Linked DNA regions of Mus musculus: region 1 is linked to region 2. The links are chromatin contacts, called in public Hi-C maps. All regions are on one chromosome and are shown on one strand. The core of a region is the stretch at or near the end of the contact, and the rest is flanking DNA. Distances in the headings are between cores, read along the strand shown. Region 1 holds the start of Setmar (SET domain without mariner transposase fusion). Region 2 has its middle 62 kb from the start of Gm22418.

What was found. Hi-C and Micro-C count contacts between places; a contact is called where the count stands out from the background.
Region 1: a Hi-C map of cerebellar granule neurons shows a contact between it and region 2, with 2.3 times the contacts expected there. The contact joins the promoter of Setmar here to the enhancer-like site in region 2. A contact is called at or near these places in 5 of 39 promoter capture datasets (cranial neural crest, embryonic stem cells, stem cell-derived epiblast-like cells and 1 more), 1 of 484 Hi-C or Micro-C datasets (cerebellar granule neurons) and 6 of 115 datasets of contacts at active chromatin or transcription factors (astrocytes, embryonic stem cells, neural tube and 1 more).

The regions. Positions count from the first base shown.
Region 1 is chr6:108,062,628-108,066,370 of GRCm38.p6, reverse strand. Setmar (SET domain without mariner transposase fusion) reads right to left here and starts at 1,326. Exons shown (of 2, transcript NM_178391.4): 1 at 1,132-1,326. The coding sequence starts at 1,290.
Region 2 is chr6:107,061,401-107,065,274 of GRCm38.p6, reverse strand. No RefSeq gene overlaps it. Among named protein-coding and RNA genes, the nearest start is that of Gm22418, 62 kb to the right of the region's middle. Within about 2 kb of position 2,209, at least 4 of the 459 cell types and tissues checked have an H3K27ac peak or open chromatin away from gene starts, as enhancers often do. A contact at or near this core is called in cerebellar granule neurons, where this site is marked.

The DNA of each region.
Region 1 (3,743 bases), core at 77-2,576, 1.0 Mb before region 2:
TTATTTCCCCCTCGAGAGAGAAAGAACATGAAATTGGGTAGATTGCGAGGTGGGCAAGGATCTGTGAGGATTTGGGGGAGGGAAAAAGGATGACAAACATATTGTATGGGATTCTCAAAGAGTAAATAATAGTAAGACGTCAAGAAGACTGCAGTTCCAGTAAACAACCTTGATGAAACTCATTGGCTCTCTGTCTCCTACACACACACACACACACACACACACACACACACACTCACCACAGCGAGATGAAAGATAAAAGGGGCACTAGCCAGGAAGGTGAAGGATTACTGGGAGAGGGTGAGGGACCAGAGAGGGTGGTGGTGCATATCATCAAAACACCTTCTGTGCATATGTGGAAAAATGTCATCACAAAACTCATTATTATGTATAATCAACATTTGCTAATGAACATTTTAAAAATGCCATAGTTAAACTAGATACCCCGTGTGCTAATAAAAAAAAAATAAAAATATCGGGGGTGGGGTGGGGTGTGTGTGTGTGTGTGGGGGGGAAGAAGCCTGTTGTTACAGCCAATTTGACAATTACTACCACGTGGGGGAGCTATGTGTCTCTCTTTCTTGGCTTCTAGGAAAGAGCTCTAGCGCCCCCGGGGGCAGTGAGTAGCCCTGGAATTCTGCTCTGCAGCGAAGTGTGAAACAATCCCCTTCCTACTCACCCCCCCCCCCCCCAGCTTCCTACTCCCCCCAGCTCTTTAGACCTGGCTCTACATGGGCATTGGCCTCAACTACTCAAGATATAAGCAGCTCTCTGGTTCCTTCCATGGAGGCTGTCCGCAGGCCTCTATCTCCGCCCCAACATGGAAGGGTGCAGGCTCCCCTTGGTGAGAATTAAGAGGAGTCTTGTAGTCAGCCCCTGTGGGGCTACAGGACATCCCTCCAACCCAGTCTAGAACAGCGCTGGCCCCGCCTGGGGAGAGAAGGGAAATAGACAGGCCCTTTAGCACCGCCCCTAAGATCGGTGAGCTGCTTTCTAGCTCCGCCCCCATATAAAGGGCACTGGCCCCGCCCCCGGGGGAAAGGGACAGCCCTCTAGCGCCGCCCTCTGGCTCCGCCCCCAAAGAAAAGGGCACCACCCCCAGCCCTTTCAGCCACTTAGCCCTGCCTCTACCTGGAAAGGTTTAGGCCTGGGCTCCGCCCCCAAAGGCCACAAGCTCACAGGCAAGTTCTCCAGGCCGCACGCTACATCTTGTTGTTCTGTCGGGGCTACAGATTCCTCCTCAGATGCTGCTATCTCGAGAGAAAGCTTCTCCACACCTTCCGCAGACATTTATGGTCTCGCTTCGACTACTCGCCTGACCATTTTGGGCCTCCGGGAGGATGCTGGGAGTTGTGGATTCTGCGGCCCTACTTCCTCATGGGAGTTGTAGTTTTCCGTCCCAACAGGCTGCAGGTGAGGGAGATACCTCCCTCAGCGTCGTTGGGGTGCTTTTCCTCTGGATCCCACTGTTTTAAACTAGATACATAGCTGATAATTTCAGAACCACAAAAGGTACAAAATTTGGAGAACTTGAAATGTTTTCGTTTTTTTCTGGGGAACCTTGTGAAGCCTGGTTGTTTGTTCAGCCTTTGAGGGTTTAGTAGGTGTTTGGAAATGTATCGTCTAAGCTGAGGGAGAAAATACAGTCCAGAGAATATAAAGATCTAGAACCCGCGGAGAAGTTGGGTGACTGGCACAGAATTTGTTTTTGATAAGGTCCTCTCCTTGTAAGCTCACCTTGTCCCATTATACAAAACAACAAAAACCTGTTTTGAGTAGAGTCACTCACTGATCACGCCAGAGTTTCTGTATCTGGTGGAAAATGTTAACATTGCCAAATCTCCCCATTTTGCTTGTCTTGCTTCTTTTTCTTATTCTCCCTCTATCCCCTCCTCCTCCTTCTTCTCCTCCTCCCCCTCCTTCTCCTCTTCCTCCTCCTCCTCTTCTTCTAATTTTCTATCTTCACTGCTTTCTGTGATAATAGGGTCCCACAGGGCATCCACTCTTGTTGACCAAAAGTTTGGAGGCTAAAGGGGGACACTGAAATAGATTGTCCTTATAAGAGATTCATTAGAAGATACATTGATGACACAGGCAAACAGACAGACAGGCAGACAAAGGGCCTTCACGGCAGAGCAGGCATTTCTTCTTAGAGGTTTCAGAGGAAGAAGGGAGTAGTTGATGAGTAGCTTGCAGGTAGGCTGTTCCTGAGTTATCTATGAAAGTCACCAAATTACTCTAGCTTCTGGAATTGTTACAGATCCATACAAACGGGGCAGCTTTACAAAATGCAGGATCTTAGGTTTTTCATCTTTGTGTTTTAGAGAAAAAAATTACAAATGTATGTGTGCATAAATAAATATATTCTATATACTTAGGTGTGTGTGTGTGTGTGTGTGTGTGTGTGTGTGTGTGTGTGTGTGTATTTAGCTAGATTTGTTTCAAGACAGGTTATTAGTATGAAACCCAGTGTGGTTTTGAACTCTCCATCCTCTTGATTATTAGGACTACTTGCATGAACCACTGCATCTAAATGTCTTAATTGGCTTTATTTTCAATTCTAGAAAAAGGACAACATTTCACCCTGTAAGGTAGAATAAGCATTCTGATTTTCTGAGCGTAGCATTGGTTGTATAGGAAGAGAAGAGATGGAAAAGCAGAAGCAATAAACAAAAGAAGAATGGTCCTTTCATAGTTACTCTATCCCTGTAAGGCATGGGCAGGAATACAGAACAGTAGGAAAATAAATCATTGCTTAGCACCAGAGTAATGTTTGTGTGCTAAGATTAAGGCAGAGGAATTTTATTATCCTGGGATATTTGTCTGTTATCTCTTTAGTTCTTTATTTCTGCAAAAGGTTACATAGACAGGTTAGTTTCAGCTTGGTGACAAGTGACTCTATCTTGATTTATCGTCTGTCATGGGGTTTTGTTGCAGCAATAGAAACATTAACTAGACAACCAGGATCCAGAAGTTATCATTATTTTGAGATAGGATCTTGATATTTTGCCAAGGCCTGTACTCGATGTGTAGGTTTAACGGATCCTCCTCCTTCAGCCTTTGGCATAGCCAGGTCAGGTGCATGACCTTCCCCTGCCAATATGGTTTCAGACATAAAGGACTAGGATGGCAGTCTCCAGCCCTTAGCTTCTTCTCTACTTCAGTTATGAATATAGGATGCTTTTACTTTCTGACTTATAGGATCCTTAAGCTTAAAATGACTAGAACTAATTGACTCCTCGACAAACTTTTATTGGTAATCTAACAGAGCATCCAAGCAGCAAGCAGAGAGCGTCCTTACCTCCCACCCATCCCCCCGGCCGGCATAATAAGGAGATAGTTGTGCTCAAGTCTTGGTTCTATCTTCATAGTAGTTTTCATTTTTATCACCTCTTACTTAGTTCTAGTTTTAAGCAGCAATAGAAATAATTAGAAACCTGTCTTCAAACTGTAGCAATGACAGTAAGAACAATTGGGGATATAGAGAATAGCATAGTTTAAAAAGATGACTTTAATAGACCAGGGAAGAAATGAGACCCTAGAATTTTATAATTAGGTTTTACATTGTAGCCATAACATGGTCATTGGAACACCCATCATGGGTTTTAGTTTTTTTTTTTTTTTTTTTTTTTTGTTGTTGTTGTTGTTGTTTTAGAGTCATCTAAGTGATCAGGATCAAAGTGCAATCTCTGGCCACACTTGACATCAGGCTCAAAGCAATTTATAGGACAAGTGCCATAGCC
Region 2 (3,874 bases), core at 960-3,459:
TTTGCTCCATGCCTCCTTAATGTCCTAGACTAACCTTTCTGAGAACCTAGATGTGTCCTTGTTCTCTCTCCCATCCTTTGGGGAGTGTCAGATCTACATTGCAGTCTGCAAGTCTCTCTTCACTCTCTCCTTTAACCTTCACAGGCATTTCCTCCATAAATCTCTTGCTTGATTTACCCTGTATTGATGTGTGGCTTTTGGATGGCAGAAGGCAATACACGAAGCAAGGTAATGACATGGGAGAATTTTCATGCAGCTGGTCCTTGCCACAGCACACCCTGATCCATCTTACTATATACCCAATATAATTTTTGGTCCATTAAACCACAGTTCTGCCGTGAACCCATGCAGAGACTGTCCTGAGTGGAGATGATTACACTGTAGGCAGAGGAAAGATACAGCTGAGCCGGCAGCAGCTGTTTCCAGAAGGAGATAAAAGCAGATCCCTGGGGGAAAGCCAGGACTAGAACAGTCACCCAGATGTTGAGCTAAGCTTCTGTTCCAAGCATTTCCCCCATCATGTCCATATCCTGAATCAGCAGAATAAGGGTGCTAAACATCAAAGTGTCTGTCACATGAATGAAAAATGACAAAAGCAATAACTGGGACCAGGAACTCTAACATAGCTGATGGCTATGCCAAGCAAGACTATTAAGAATCACAGCATTGGGGCCTAGCAAACACAGAAGTAGATGATCACAGTCAGCTATTGGATGGATCACAGGGCCCCCAATGGAGGAGCTAGAGAGAGTACCCAAGGAGCTAAAGAGATCTGCAACCCTATAGGTAGAACAACAATATGAACTAACCAGTACTCCCAGGAGCTCATGTCTCTAGCTGCATATGTATCAGAAGATGGCCTAGTTGGCCATCAGTGGAAAGAGAGGCCCATTGGTCTTGCAAACTTTATATGCCTCAGTACAGGGGAATGCTAGGACCAAGAAGAGGGAGTGCATGGGTAGGGGAGTGGGGGGGGGCATGGGGGACTTTTGAGATAGCATTGGAAATGTAAATGAAGAAAATACCTAATTAAAAAAAAAAGAATCACAGCATCTTATATACTACTTGCAGGGATGGTGCTCAGGGGACAACTGCCAAAGTCACCAGAGAGCTAAGTCAGACAATGTTGGCAAAGAGGACACAGGATACCTCAGACACAGCCTCTTTAGGACTGATAACCACAGCCCAAGGGGAAGAGCAATGTCCCCAGAAACTACAACCTTGACTCCTACAAGGCATCTGCCCCAGCATCACACAGACCTGGCCAAGTCTGTTCCTGGACAGGGACACAGAACTAAAGTTCCTTTTGTCCTTTTCATGGGGGCCTCTGAACATCTTAGGTTAGTCTGTCTTCTCAAGGTCTTGTTTTTCTCTGTGAGGGAAATAAAAGTGTGGTGGGGCCAGCATTAGTGGCAAAGAACCTAGATTCAAGGTTGGAGTCTGATATTTATTAGTGATAGGAAAGAAGATAACTGAAGTGAAGGAATTAAGCACTTAAGGACTGGGGATCTGAAAGGTGTCCGTGACCAAGAGCTCACTATGTGTCAGAGCTCTCAATTGGGTAGGATGGACATTCCTACAGGAATCCCAGAGGCTCTGGTGGCTGAAGCATAGTGAACTGTTTAGAGCATCGAAGGTAAGAATAGAAAGGGGCAAGACAAGCATAGGTGGGGACTGGAGCATGTATTCACATTACACTGAGAAACAGGTGTGATTTGCATTCTGGCTACTGTAACAATTGCAGATAATTACAGTCAGGTGTGAAGGAGTAAAACAAAAAGCTCTTAGTCACCACTTGCTTGCACAGATCATTTAGACTCAAGAGAAAGCAGCTAGGAAACATGAGTATGGGTGCTGAGATACAAAGCAATGACAAAGAAAGATGTTGGCGCCGCTTTGGATAAAAGGAAGTGATGGGAAGAAATGCTGTATTGGCTTAGGTGTTGGGGTCAGGTTGGGTACAGGATCAGAAAGACAAATTTCTAGAATTATAATGGGGGCAGGACTTGTTGCACTCGATGTTGTGCTGTGCCTTCAATAATATATCAAATGCTGCTCTATAAAGAGTAGACTCGAGCATAAGAAGCTAGAGGCTTGCATCCCACACACCCTCGAAAGAAGAGAAATTGTAATTTAGCTCACCTAACAGAGCTGGCAAAGAAGGAGGGAGCAGGTGTGTGCCCCTGAGCAGAAGTGATATTTTGGCAAGGGAAGACATAAAACTGGGGCTCCAGATCCATCTTGCTGACCTTGTACAATATGTTCTCCTGAGCAGAGGGGAAGAAATAAGGTCATTGGATAAAGGCCAGAGATGATGTAACAAAAAAAATCTCTTCCGATACCACTTCCACTCTTGCTGACAATGATCAGAAAGCAAATTTGAAAAGCAGAGAACTATTTCTATTTTATTGCATTCTTAAGAAAAAAAAAAAAAAACAAAACAGGCTTACCCAAGAGCCTACATCTTACCTTATGAAAGCCTACTGTGTGATACAGTTACTGTTGATTTAGGGAGCTGAGAGTTTCTTGAGACACAAATATTAATATAATCTTCACAGAAATAACTGGCCACTGATTGGTCCTAGAAGGAGAAGCTATATCATACTGTGACCGTATCTAAGGTAATTCTTGACCTGATAAGATCATAGATTTGAGCCCTGAAGTTGTCACTAACTTGATGGAAGAGTACCTTAGGGAAAAGTGTTTGATCAGGATATGGAATGTTTTATTAGGGTTTGCTTTTGTAATGTGTTTCCCACTGCTGAATGTGATGCCCTCAGTATAAAGTTGACCCAGTGACCATAGAATAGAACCACAGAGAGCTGTAAGTGAATGACAGTGTAAGGTCAGGCCTTCTTGTTCTGCCAGATGTCTGTTTCACCAAGTGTGCCCATGCCAGCCTTGAACTTAAAGTTCTCCTGCCTCATCCTTCTAAGTCTGGGAGTGTAGGTGTACACTTTGATGCTCTGCTGCTTACTATCTTAAAAAAGGACACAGCGGGATTCATGTAAATATTAGTAGCAAATACAAGCATTGGGTAAGGAATTTTGAGAGGAAGGTCATGGTTGCCTCTGCATCTGTGAATATCAGACTCCCAGCAGATTTTGGAGCTATAGTTGGCATTTTTGAAAATGTTAGTAACTATTGCTGAGGTAATTTGAATGGCAAATCTTTTCTGTAGGTTCAGGTATTTGTACACCTAGTCACTTACTTGGGGGTGATGCTTGGAGACCTTGCTGGACAAAGTATGTCACAGAGGGATGAGCCTTGAGATATAGCCTCCTATCACTTCCAGTTCACTCTCTCTGCTTTGTGGTTGTAGGTGTTATGAGCTCTCAGCTTCCTGCTCCTCACCTGCCACTTCCTGTTGTGCCTTCCCAACATGATCATCTGCACAGAACTGTAAGCCCAAATAAGCTCTTCCTTTTGTAAGTTGCTTATGGTGGTGGTATTTTAGCACAGTAGGTGCAGAGTAACTGAGAGAGTTGGTGTTTAGAATTTTTATTGCTACCTTGGCACTTATGAGATTAGCTGGGAAATACACCTTCTCAGCTTTCTTGAAAGTCACTTCTCAAGTCTGTTCTCTCTGTGAGGTTATAAACAGCGGGGATTCTCGTCATGAATTATTTATTCAGTATATCTATCCAGGTCTTGACATACTACAGATAGTATGCAGGCATGTGGATATAATGTAACGGCTGAGATAGAATATAGATGACTACAATTAAGTCAGGATTTTTTTTTCCTTGCAAGGAAATCAGAATATAGAAGTCTGTGTGTATGCACATGTGTGTGTGTGTGTGTGTGTGTGTGTGTGTGTGTGTGTGTGTATGTGTACCTGTGTACATGCAGAGGCCAGGGGGCAATGTTGAGT